3 separate regions of the Mus musculus genome follow, and all the other regions are linked to region 2. A link is a contact called in public HiCAR-type and promoter capture Hi-C data. All regions are on one chromosome and are shown on one strand. The core of a region is the stretch at or near the end of the contact, and the rest is flanking DNA. Distances in the headings are between cores, read along the strand shown.

What was found. Promoter capture Hi-C pulls out the DNA fragments that hold promoters and counts their contacts. HiCAR-type assays count read pairs that join an accessible place to other places.
Region 1: a HiCAR-type map of astrocytes shows a contact between it and region 2, with 5 times the contacts expected there. The contact joins the promoter of Nr6a1 here to the promoter of Rbm18 in region 2. A contact is called at or near these places in 1 of 115 datasets of contacts at active chromatin or transcription factors (astrocytes) and 2 of 9 other capture datasets (adipose tissue and liver).
Region 3: a promoter capture Hi-C map of cranial neural crest shows a contact between it and region 2. The contact joins the promoter of Nek6 here to the promoter of Rbm18 in region 2. A contact is called at or near these places in 2 of 39 promoter capture datasets (cranial neural crest and pre-B cells).

Annotation. Positions count from the first base shown.
Region 1 is chr2:38,924,266-38,927,869 of GRCm38.p6, reverse strand. It overlaps Nr6a1 (nuclear receptor subfamily 6, group A, member 1), which reads left to right and starts at 1,409. Exons shown (of 11, transcript NM_010264.4): 1 at 1,409-1,752. The coding sequence starts at 1,653.
Region 2 is chr2:36,134,816-36,138,654 of GRCm38.p6, reverse strand. Rbm18 (RNA binding motif protein 18) reads left to right here and starts at 1,951. Exons shown (of 6, transcript NM_026434.4): 1 at 1,951-2,173. It overlaps Mrrf (mitochondrial ribosome recycling factor), which reads right to left and starts at 2,257. Exons shown (of 7, transcript NM_026422.2): 1 at 1,956-2,257.
Region 3 is chr2:38,509,976-38,513,296 of GRCm38.p6, reverse strand. It overlaps Nek6 (NIMA (never in mitosis gene a)-related expressed kinase 6), which reads right to left and starts at 1,600. Exons shown (of 10, transcript NM_021606.3): 1 at 1,504-1,600.

The DNA.
Region 1 (3,604 bases), core at 160-2,659, 2.8 Mb before region 2:
GGACCAGGCCAATTAATATTGATAATGGAAAGTGCAGGAAGGCTTGGCAGAGCCTTCTCAATAGCAGGTAAGGGAAGAGGCATGGGAGCAACGTGGGCAGGAATCGGAACAGGTTAGATTTCATAAGCCAAGTAAAGACTTCTAAACAATTAAGTAAAGAATGACTCACAAGAGCCAGAGGATTCCAGGGGCACATGGGGCAGAATGAAGTGACAGAATGAAACCGCTTCGATACGGCCCATTAGAGGAAAGCCCAGCAAAGCACCAGAGTTCTTTGATTTATAGTAAGCTAGATAGCATTTAAGTTCTAGACTGAAACTTAATAAGTCTTTTCCTAAGGGAGGTGTGTGTGTTGTATAGTGTGTGTGTGTGTGTGTGTGTGTGTGTGTGCGCGGGTTGTGTAGTGTGTGTGTGTGTGTGTGTGTGTGTGAGAGAGAGAGAGAGAGAGAGAGAGAGAGAGAGAGAGAGAGAGAGAGAGAGAGAGAGAGAGAGAACGCGCGCGGGGCATTTCTGAAAATCACCACCACCCCTAATCCTGAGAGCCCCATGGCCGCGCGCCACCTGGTGGCAGCGGGAGGTGGGCCCTGGAGGAGGAAGGGGAGAAAATCCAGGATTTTATTTGGTGGGAACTTCTGTAAACTGAGGCGATAGCGTGTATGTGAGAGTTGGTCTCTTATCACTGGATCCGATTCTTATTACACCTCTCATTTTTGAGACAGGTATACTGAACAGGAGTGGGAAGGGGAACACTCCGGGAAAGGGACATTCTTAAAACAGAACTCTTTAAGACACAAGGAGTCAGGGGTCTCAAGTTTTCTTTGGTGGCATCAGTGGAAGTGATCTTAGTTTGTCCATCTGTTCTATGGGCAGGGTGCGGGGAATGAAAGAGGAGGAAGAGAAACTTTAATCTTTCCCGCCCACCCGGAGGTAAAGGGGCTTTAAACACTTCTCCGGAAAGCAGAGTTGTATAGATTCTATTTGCATACGAACGCAGTCACCTCGGGTTAAACTCGGGTCCTTTAATCTCTGGTCCAATTTGTCGCTCAGCCCGGGAGGAAAGCCCTCATGAGTACCTACACACCCCGCCCCCTGGGGCCTTCCCCCACAGGGCTGGGCTTGGTTGCACGTGCTCACCCGGTTCCCGGTGGATACGCCTCCTTGGAAAGGCTCATTATTAGTGTGGGGAAATAGTTGGAATCATAGAGCACTATGATCACGAATAAGTTACAATAGAGAGAAAACTCTGACATAGCCGTTTATTATATTAATATATTAGAAATTTTATTAGAGTTTGTAATAGTGATAGGTTTGGGTTCTCCCTACTTAGGTCTTCCTGTTTTTTTTCCATCACCCCTTTATTTGGTAGAGTCCCGTGTGGGCAGCCTCGTTGGGAGGACTACATTTCCCAGAATTCCTCACGGGCATGTGCGTGGCAGCGGCGCGTGACGTCAGAGGAGGGAGCTGGCCAGTGCTGAGGGGGCGCGGCGCGGAGGGGCGCGGAGCCGGGCGGCTCAGGGGCCCAGAGAGTGCGGCGGCCGAGAGCCTGCCGGCCCCTGACAGCCCCCTCCCCCCGTGGAAGACCAGGACGACGACTACGAAGGCGCAAGTCATGGCGGAGCAGCGAAGCCCGAGAGGGCCCTGAGCACCGCCGCATGGAGCGGGACGAACGGCCACCTAGCGGAGGGGGAGGCGGCGGGGGCTCGGCGGGGTTCCTGGAGCCGCCCGCCGCGCTCCCTCCGCCGCCGCGCAACGGTGGGTAAGGGGCCTTCTGAGCCCGGGCGGTGCCAACGCCCGCGACCCCCTCTTTCTCTAAGCTGACTCTAGCTCCGGGATGCCGGGCAGCTCCTCAGTGAGGACTCCACCCTGGGCTCGCACTCTCCAGGCAGGGTCCCCGGTCCCCTCTGCTCGGACCCTCCCCTCCCCCCGTCCCCTCTGCGCCAACCCTTTCTCCTCCCCCAGGAGGCCCTGGTGCACGGAGCACCCTCTCTTCCTTCACCAGGGAGCTCGCAGACTCCACACCTTTGCGCCCTGCACCTATCCTGGAGCGTTTTCCTCCTCCACTGTCCCGAGCTTCCTCCCAGCCCGTGAGCCTCCGCCTCTGGGCAGACCGGTAATGGTCCTTCTCGGACCTCGGTGCTCACTCCTGTCCCCTGGCCTTCCTTTACTCAGACTCATTCTTCTAGGCGACGACTTTCTGCTGGCTCAGGTCTCCAGCGGGATCCTGGGGCACCGGGACACCTGCCTTTTCCCGGCGTTTGCCGGACGCTTCCCGCGCCGCCCAGCCTATCTCTTCCGGGGTGCTGAGAATTCCTCACCTGGCCCGGCCGCTTGCGTCCCCTTGTTCCCAGCCCAGTCCTCAGGTTCCTCCGGGCTGGCTCTCGCTCCCTCCCTGGCTCAATGTTTTATTTGTTTCTGTTTGATATCCCCCCCCCTCGGTGTTTGCGGCGGAATGTTTTTATTGGTAAAGTGTAAGGAGCTTTTGTGAGGTCGTAAAAGGTGAACTTTTGAACTTGGAAAGCGCCCTGGAGCAATTAGCGCAGGCGATAGCCCCGGGAGGCCTGCATTACAAAGGGTGCTCGTTGCGGCAGGCCAACGCTCCCGCGGCAAACCCGATTTATTTATTTATTTGCCCTGCCTTCCACCTTTCACATCTCCTCATTTCCGAATAAAGGGCAGGCTCTCAGAGATCCCTGCCTCCTCCCCTCTCTGCGCCATAAACGCGCAATTCTCTGGAAGATCTAGGACCCGAACAGTGTCTAACAAGTAACAGATTTCAGATTGAATGCAAACACTGGGGACAGTTAGGAGGCACTAAAAATTAATTGCTTTGGCAAGAAGTTTCTCAATCAGGACAGTGACCTGGCAGGTGTGGGGAAAGCAACCTGAAAATAGGTCCCCGAGATTCTGGTGAATGAGTGGGGACGCACAGAAGAGAAATCTTGAGTTGGATTTGGTGCTTCATAACCGTATAAATTCATTAAACATTCATCGTTAATTCAGTACATCTTTAGTTTCTTTTAAGCTAGTTAAAAGGAAAGCCTGCGTAGAAGAGAGCCTGATTAATTTGATATGATAGTGATCAAATGGTGATGTTTTCAAAGCGTGTGAGCCCTAAAGATGTGTATTATGTGTGGATCTAGTTGGCCGGGCATCCGGTCGGGACTGATCTGAATGTGAGCATGTTTGGGATCAATAAAGTCCCACGTCACAAAGGGAAAGAAAGGAATATAGTTAGGGTAGAAAGAGACACTGTGTAGAAGAGCAAAGGTGATGGTTTTGGCGTTTTAAATTTATGCACAGATTTGGTTTGGTATTAATTTGTAAATGTTGTAATTCTTGATGTAAGGATTACCCGCAGGTTTTCAAATTCCGTCTCCAGATCTATCGGGTATCCCTCGTAATGTATTTTGGAAATGCCTTCCTGTTTGCTAATAGTTTCTGTTCCCACCTGTGCTTACTATCAGATGACAGATTTTATTGCAGCCATCACTTTCAATTCTACATGAGAATATTATTGTAAGGAAAACCAGAGAACAATGCATTTGCTATTAATTATTCATTGGAACATTTTAAAGAACTGAGTGGCAGTTTTAGCTCTTAATCA
Region 2 (3,839 bases), core at 702-3,201:
CCCTTTATCTCTTTACCATCCATTCTTCTTTATCATCATTCTGTCAGAGCACAGGGTCATTGGCCAGCTCTTCCAACTAAACTGGTCACATTTCCTGAAATGCAGCTTTCATGCCAATACTTCATCACAGCACATAATTTTTAACAATAAAAGTAAATATGTATAATTACTTGATCCTTATCTAAATATCTCCATATGACTGCTGGCACTTCACAACAGCTCTAGTACACGAATCTACCTACTAACCTACTTGTCTATTACTGTACCCTGTACTTAGTATAGTACAAAAATAAAGACATCATACAAATGTGCTAAGTATGATAATGGACTTCCACAAAGATTAAATCCTTGCCAAATGTCAAAATGCTGGCACCAGAGTTGGAATCTACACCTCTGATGGCTGGTCCTGGGTTCTATTTCTCAACACTGCTTCCGTTATCCCCTGGATTTCCAGTTCTCTGCTTGGAACATGGTGTGCTTCTTTACAAACTCAGTACCATGTAAAGAAAGGTATTTGGAATACCTGACTCAATACAACATCCAAATGTCCTTGGCACACGCCAAAGGAGGAATAGTGGACAAAGACTTCACGTAAAGACTAGGACACCTGGATTCCAATGTACCCGCCTCATCAACCCTATCACATGCAACTTTGGAATTCACAACCACTTACATTCAAAGAGCATGGATCACAGCTCTACCCCAGATGAGAACTATAGCAAATAATTTCTCCTAATTTGGTTTTGTATCCTCGGCCATTCACTGAAGGAATCAAATCAAGTTTCCTGGCTTTCCAACTATGGGTTCTCTAAGATTCTGGGAATTTCAATGGAATGTGGTCAAAAGAGAAAGCACTGTGGATCCGATCCACCATCTGTGGTGAAACCACCCCGAGCATGCAGACCTTACAAGAGGAAGAGACGAAGACCCTTATGGAAGGTCTCAGTAAAGGTTGAATCCTCGGACACTATAGAAAATGTTAAGGCCAAGATCCAGGATAAGGAAGGAATTCCTTCTCTCAGCAGAGGCTGATCTTTGCTGGCAAGCAGCTGAAAGATGGCCATACTTTGACTGTAACATTCAAAAGGTGTGCTGAGACTTCATGGTGGTCCTGAGAAAAGGATAAAGGGTTATAGCACTGCCAAGAAGAATAAGAATAAGAAGGTTAAGTTGGCTGTGCTGAAATACTATAAAGTGGATGAAAATGTCCTCCTGATCAACATGGGGCTAGAGTGTTCATGGCTAGTTACCTTGACAGACATTACTGTGGTGAGTGTTGCCTGCCTTACTGCTTCAACAATCCAGAAGACAAGTAGTTGTGTGTGAGTTAATAAAAACACAGGAATGAGAAGGAAAAAAAAAAAAAAAAGCACCAAACTTTGAGATGGCCTAGGCAACTGTCCTGCTTCTAGTGCTTCCTAAGTATGTGATCTTAATCTGTAAAATGTGCCAGAGTCACGGGAATGATGAAGCACCATCGAAATGACAACTGTTTGCCCACTGGTCAGCAGAATGATGATTTTAAAAGCCCCAGGCATTCGACTCAGGCCTGGGTGGAATTCAAACTTCATCACTTGGGAGACGCGCGACCTTGGTAAAGACAGCGCTTGAGTTTTTGTTTCTTCATCACCACCGGGAATAATTACACCTCCGCGTGTAGGGTTGTTTGGAAAAGGCATTATTCCTGTCAGGTGACGTCTTAAGCATCAGGAACTATTTACCAAGTTCCCAGGCAAGGCTCTAAATGTCGGCTGAGTGACAATGGCCCCGCCCCACCCTTGTGAGCATAGAAGTCCCGCCCCCGGCCTTAAGGTCCAGCCGAACTCTGCTGAACCAGTCACGGATAGTATCCTAGCCCTACGAGGTCCCTCCGAGAGCCTAGAAAAGTGTCACCAGAGCTCGAATCCCGCCCACTCCTTGAGAGCCGACCCCCACACACACTCAAGGCCACTCACCAGCTACGGCCGGGACTATAGAGAAACACACGCGGGACAGCGGAGGTGCGGGCGTCATGACGTCACGGGCCAGCGCGGCGGCGCAGGCGTAGTGCGTCACGGGCGGCCAGGCGGCGAGCGGTGTTTCGGCAGAGGTAACCTCAGGTCCTTCGCTCGGACCCCAGCGTCGGAAGCTGCTTTCGGGGCATGAGCTGAGGGCACAGCTCTGAGGCTAGCAGGTGAGTACCCGAAGCTCAGTGCCATCCTGGCCGCGGGGCCTTGGCGAAAACCATCCTCACCCGCAGGCTTCTAGGCCCCGCCCCGGATTGTCCTGTCTCTGGCCGGAAATAACAATCCCATTAGTGACTTCGCTGCCAGGAATCGGGGTGCCGTGGTTGTTGGCCTGACCCCGTGGTTAACGTGTAAGAATAAGCGACCCCAGTCCCCTCCTGACTTTTAGAGTAGATACCGCTCAGCCGGGAGGAGTAGATTGGCATTTGTGAACATGTTACTCAAAGGAGTTGTCGCCTTTGCAACCCCCAAAAGACTTGATAGTCACATACTAACTTATTAGACTTTACTGTTTGTTTCTCAAAATTTCATGAGCTGAGCTGTCACATGTATATTCTTATTTAAAATGACCACGTGATGCAGGAATTTGTCTCCATCTCAGGAAAGAAGAGAATTGAAAATAGTGCCAACTCTGAGCCAGGCAGTGTACAATATGCTGGGCATAGAGAACCATGATCAAGGCCCTATGCCATAGGAGCTTTTATTATTTTAGAAACATAGGCAAAAAGTAAACTACTCATTGTGTTCACACACAGGAGCAGAGATCCTGAGGAAGATACCTAAGGGAGGGACTGTTACTAAAGGCACAGTAGTTGGAAAAGTTGATTTTGAGTCGAGTCTCTCTAGCCCCATGTCCTGTACTCTTCCTATTTATACATGGCCTCTTTGGCATGTTTAAGTATCTTTTTGGTGTTACAGTTGTTTTTAGACGTGAGAACATCAGAAGTTCTAGCATTCAAATCCAGCATTCTCAGTCTGAAGTAGTGCAACCCCCAGTCACACAGCTTTCTCAGTGTTGGGTGAGTTCTCAGCATGGTTCTGAAGGCATTAGGGGTAGAATTTGGCAGAGCTACAGACTTTAATGAGGTACTCTCCTCATAAGGGAACTAAACTGAAGAGTCGTTAAATGATAGTGCCTGTCTCAGTATCTGTCAATTACTTCAATATTTTGCCGTTTTTAAATTTAGTTCTCTTTTTCAAAAATATCCGAGAATGGAGAGTATTTCGTACAAGGCAGAGCTTGAGGCACTTCTAGATACAGAAGATACATGTTTTGGTTTGGGGGTTTGGGTTTTTGTTTTTTTTGTTTTTTTTTCCTAGGAGGGAGGTCTGAAGTCTGGTATAGGCAGCTATCGTCTCTGTCCCTTTACCTTTCCTTTATCATATTGTATATTTATTAAAATTTCATTTTTCATCTATAAACTCTTTTTTTTCTTCTCAGCAACCTTAACTAATTAGGAAAGCAGGATTTATCTTTACAGATCTTTTAGGTTTATTAACTCTGTGTGTATGAGCCTGTCCTGGCTATTTTGTGTCAACTTGACACAGCTGGAGTTCCCACAGAGAAAGGAGCTTCAGGTGAGGAAATGCCTCCATGAGATCCAGCTGTAAGGCATTTTCTCAATTAGTGATCAAGGGGAGAGATCCCCTTGTGGGTGGGACCATCTCTGGGCTGGTAGTCTTGGTTCTATAAGAGAGCAGGCTGAGCAAGCCGGTAAGTAACATCCCTCCATGGCCTCTGCATCAGCTCCTGCTTGAGTTCCAGTCCTGACTTCCTTGGTGATGAAGAGCAGTGTGGAAGAGTAAGCTGAATAAACGCTTTCCTCCCAGTCT
Region 3 (3,321 bases), core at 351-2,850, 2.4 Mb before region 2:
GAAAGCCAGCATCTCCATTTCTGGAAACCTAAACAGCTCTAAATCCTGGACAATGCTTAAGTCTGAGACTTGGGCTTTTTAAAAGACAGCAAATGACTTTTGTAGTCATCTCTGAAGCAGACGGGGCTCGGAGGCTCACAACCACAGGGACCATTTTAAATCCCGGGCCTTTTCTTCTGGGAAGTTAAGCAAGAACCTTCCCAAATGTTTGCCGTGGGGCCCTCTGCCAGAGAGTGACTCACTCCTCCGCTCCCCACAGGCATATTTTATTTGGGGGTGGGGGATCCAGGGAGAGCCTGGCCCCGGTGGGGGAGGGGAACAGTTTCAACACGTCCAGAAGGTGGGGATATTTTTTCTTCTCCAGTTTTCGGGACAAAGAGGAAAAAAAAAATGAACATGGGTCTTTTTTTGTTTCCTTCCAGGTTTTGTCTTCTGGACGACGATGTCCAAAGTTCACTGGTTAAGTTTCTCCTGTTGGGAGTCAGGCACCCATTCAATGAAATTCTTCTCCCATTAGCAATAGGGTTTTTAACATGCCCTTTTACACACACCAGGCTCCTGTGAGGACATTTTCCCCTCAAAAAGTCACCCTGCATTTTGCAAGTGGAGTGAAACTTTGTACATAAACTTTCTAAAGTTTGCTCTAACGCAGTTAAAACTTTCAAACACACATGCACAAACTGTCAATCAAAACTTCACGGACAGCCCTTAGAGGATGTGTCCCAAGCATGCTGTCACCCATTTGTTATGGCCCTCTGGGGCTCGGTTAAATCAGGGAAATATGATTAACTTAGAGGAGCAGGCAGAGAGGACAAGTATCTGGGGCCCTGGGTCTCCCTAGGGCCTAACCCCTAGGTATGGGGAACAGAGTCCAAATCTGGCCTAGCTAGAGACAGCCACGAACAAAGCCAGGGAACTAAGACATATTTAGAAAACCTCAATTCAAGTTCAGCGCAGCCCCCTCCTCAGCCTGCGTGGCCATGCAGAGTTCTGCCAAGGCCGGGCTAAGAGGCTTCCAACCAAAGTCAGAACCTGGGGATCTGCGGACTCACAGAATCCGGCCCAGCACCCTCTCTGGACAGGGTCAGCCGGCACATCACACACACACCGGCCTGCAGTGTGGAGTGCACAGTCTGGATCCTAAACACACTCTCGTATGGAATTTGTACACTTTTGCCCGTGCACGTGTGCACACACTCACTCGGGAACGTTCAGACACGTGGGCACACGTACTCCTTGGCATCCACGGTAAACACTCGATAAACGGATAAACCGAAGCCGAGCCCGTCCACCCGCACTGGTCCACCCCAAACTCACAGCCCGGGCCCCTGATGTGCACACGCACGCACTCCCGCGCAGCTGGGCGGATGGAGCCCGCCGCGGACACCTCGGCCTCCTGCGGGCGTCCCCGCCGACTCCCCGGGCACGCGCGCGCGCCCACAACGCCTCGGGTGACAGTCCCACGCCCTGGCCCGCGCCCCTCGCTGGTCCCAGGCCACTCACCGGCGCTGGCGGCTCTCTCGGCGGCGGGCGGAGCGCGGGTCACACGCGAGTTGGCGGCGCTGCGGCCGCAGCTAGTCCGCTTGGTTCAGCCGCCGCTTCTGCGCGCGCCCGCGCGCCCGCCCCTCCCCGCCGCGGGGCCGCGCCGCCCCCTGCGCCCGTGCGCGCGGCCGCCACGCAGGCTAGGGGGCGCCGGGGGCGCGCTCCCAGCCTGGGTGCCTGATCGTCCAACTCAGGTTGGAAGACTGAGCCTCAGACTCCAAACCCTGGGCACTGAACCCCTCTGCGCGGGCTCTAGACTTTATAAGATGCAGATTCGCTGGGTAACCAATTCGTGGACCCTTCCCCACACCCATGGATTCCTCATCAGCTGACATTGCTCCTCTCACAGCCCTCGCAGGACCGAAATTGACCCATTCACAGAGTGCAGCAGGAGGTGAAGTTCAGTTGATAGCATGCTTTCCTAATCTCAGCACTAGGGAAATTGGGCACCTGTAATCTCTGAATTAGGAAGGCTGAGGCAAAAATGTCTGAAATTCATTCATTCTTGGCTATATAGCAAATTCCAAGCCAGCCTGGGCTACATGAGATGTTGTCATTCATATTATATATATATATATATATATATATATATATATATATATATATATATATATATATATATATATGTATATATGTATATATGTATATATGTATATATATATATATATATATATATATATATATATCAGTGTGTACAATAGTACAGTGTACAAATAGTGCCCAGTACAGTTCCAGAAGTAGGCACCTAGGATAAATCCAAGTCCCTGCCCTCAAAGTGCCAGTATCTCCTGGGGATACTGCCTTCCTGGGAACTCCAGGCCAGCCAAGCATCAGTGTGCAGAAGGTTTTTAGGAGTAAGTGGGCCAGCCAAATACCCAGGAGCCTGGGGGTGGGGGTGGGGGTGGAGGTGGGGGGAATGACCTGAGTTTGATCCTCCAGACCCACACAATGGAACAAAAGAACTCCAGCAAATTGTCTTTAACCTCCCCATGTCTTCCAAATTCACACCAAGTGTTGTATGTTAAAAACAAAAAACAAAACAACAACAACAACAACTGCCTTCATCTATGCATACTTAACAACCCCACTAGGATGTCCAAGCTTCTCTGGGGAGCAATTAAGGTGACTCCCACTTCCCCTCAGGAAGGGATGCTCGTAGCTGGGACAGGTATTGCTGCTTCTGAGTGTTCTAGACTGTCTGTGTGCCCAAGCACCTGCCATCTGTCCATTAATCTGCTGTACATGTCTGGGCACGGGATAGCAACCTGCTGAGTATTCAGTTAACTAGTCTACTTGAGTCCACAGTAATCAGGCCCACAACCTATATTACTCCCCCTGCCTGCCTCATGATGTTCAGCCATTGTGAGGGTGGCATCATGCCACCCATGTGCCCATTTCTTAGATGGCTTTAATGAGGCCTGTGAGCAAAGTCCCCCAGGTGGTGAGTGGTTGAACTGGAAGCAGATGACACAGATTTCTGGTCTCAGCAGCTTATTGCTAGGCAACCTTGTTCTAAGTAAGAAAGGCATGGCCACCAGCCCAGAGCAGCCAGGCTGGTCCCTGCTTCTGAGAGGAGGGAACTGGCACCAACAAGTTATCTCTAATGTGCACACATACACTGTGGATTGTGGCATGTGAGGGCACACACGAATAACTGTTGTTTTAAAAAATGAAAGCTTAACGCCCACTCTAGGAAATCTGAGTTTCTCCAGGAAGCAGACAGTAGGATAAATAAGGTTAAGCAGGCCGGAGGCAGGAGGACCAGGGCTGCTTTCTAAG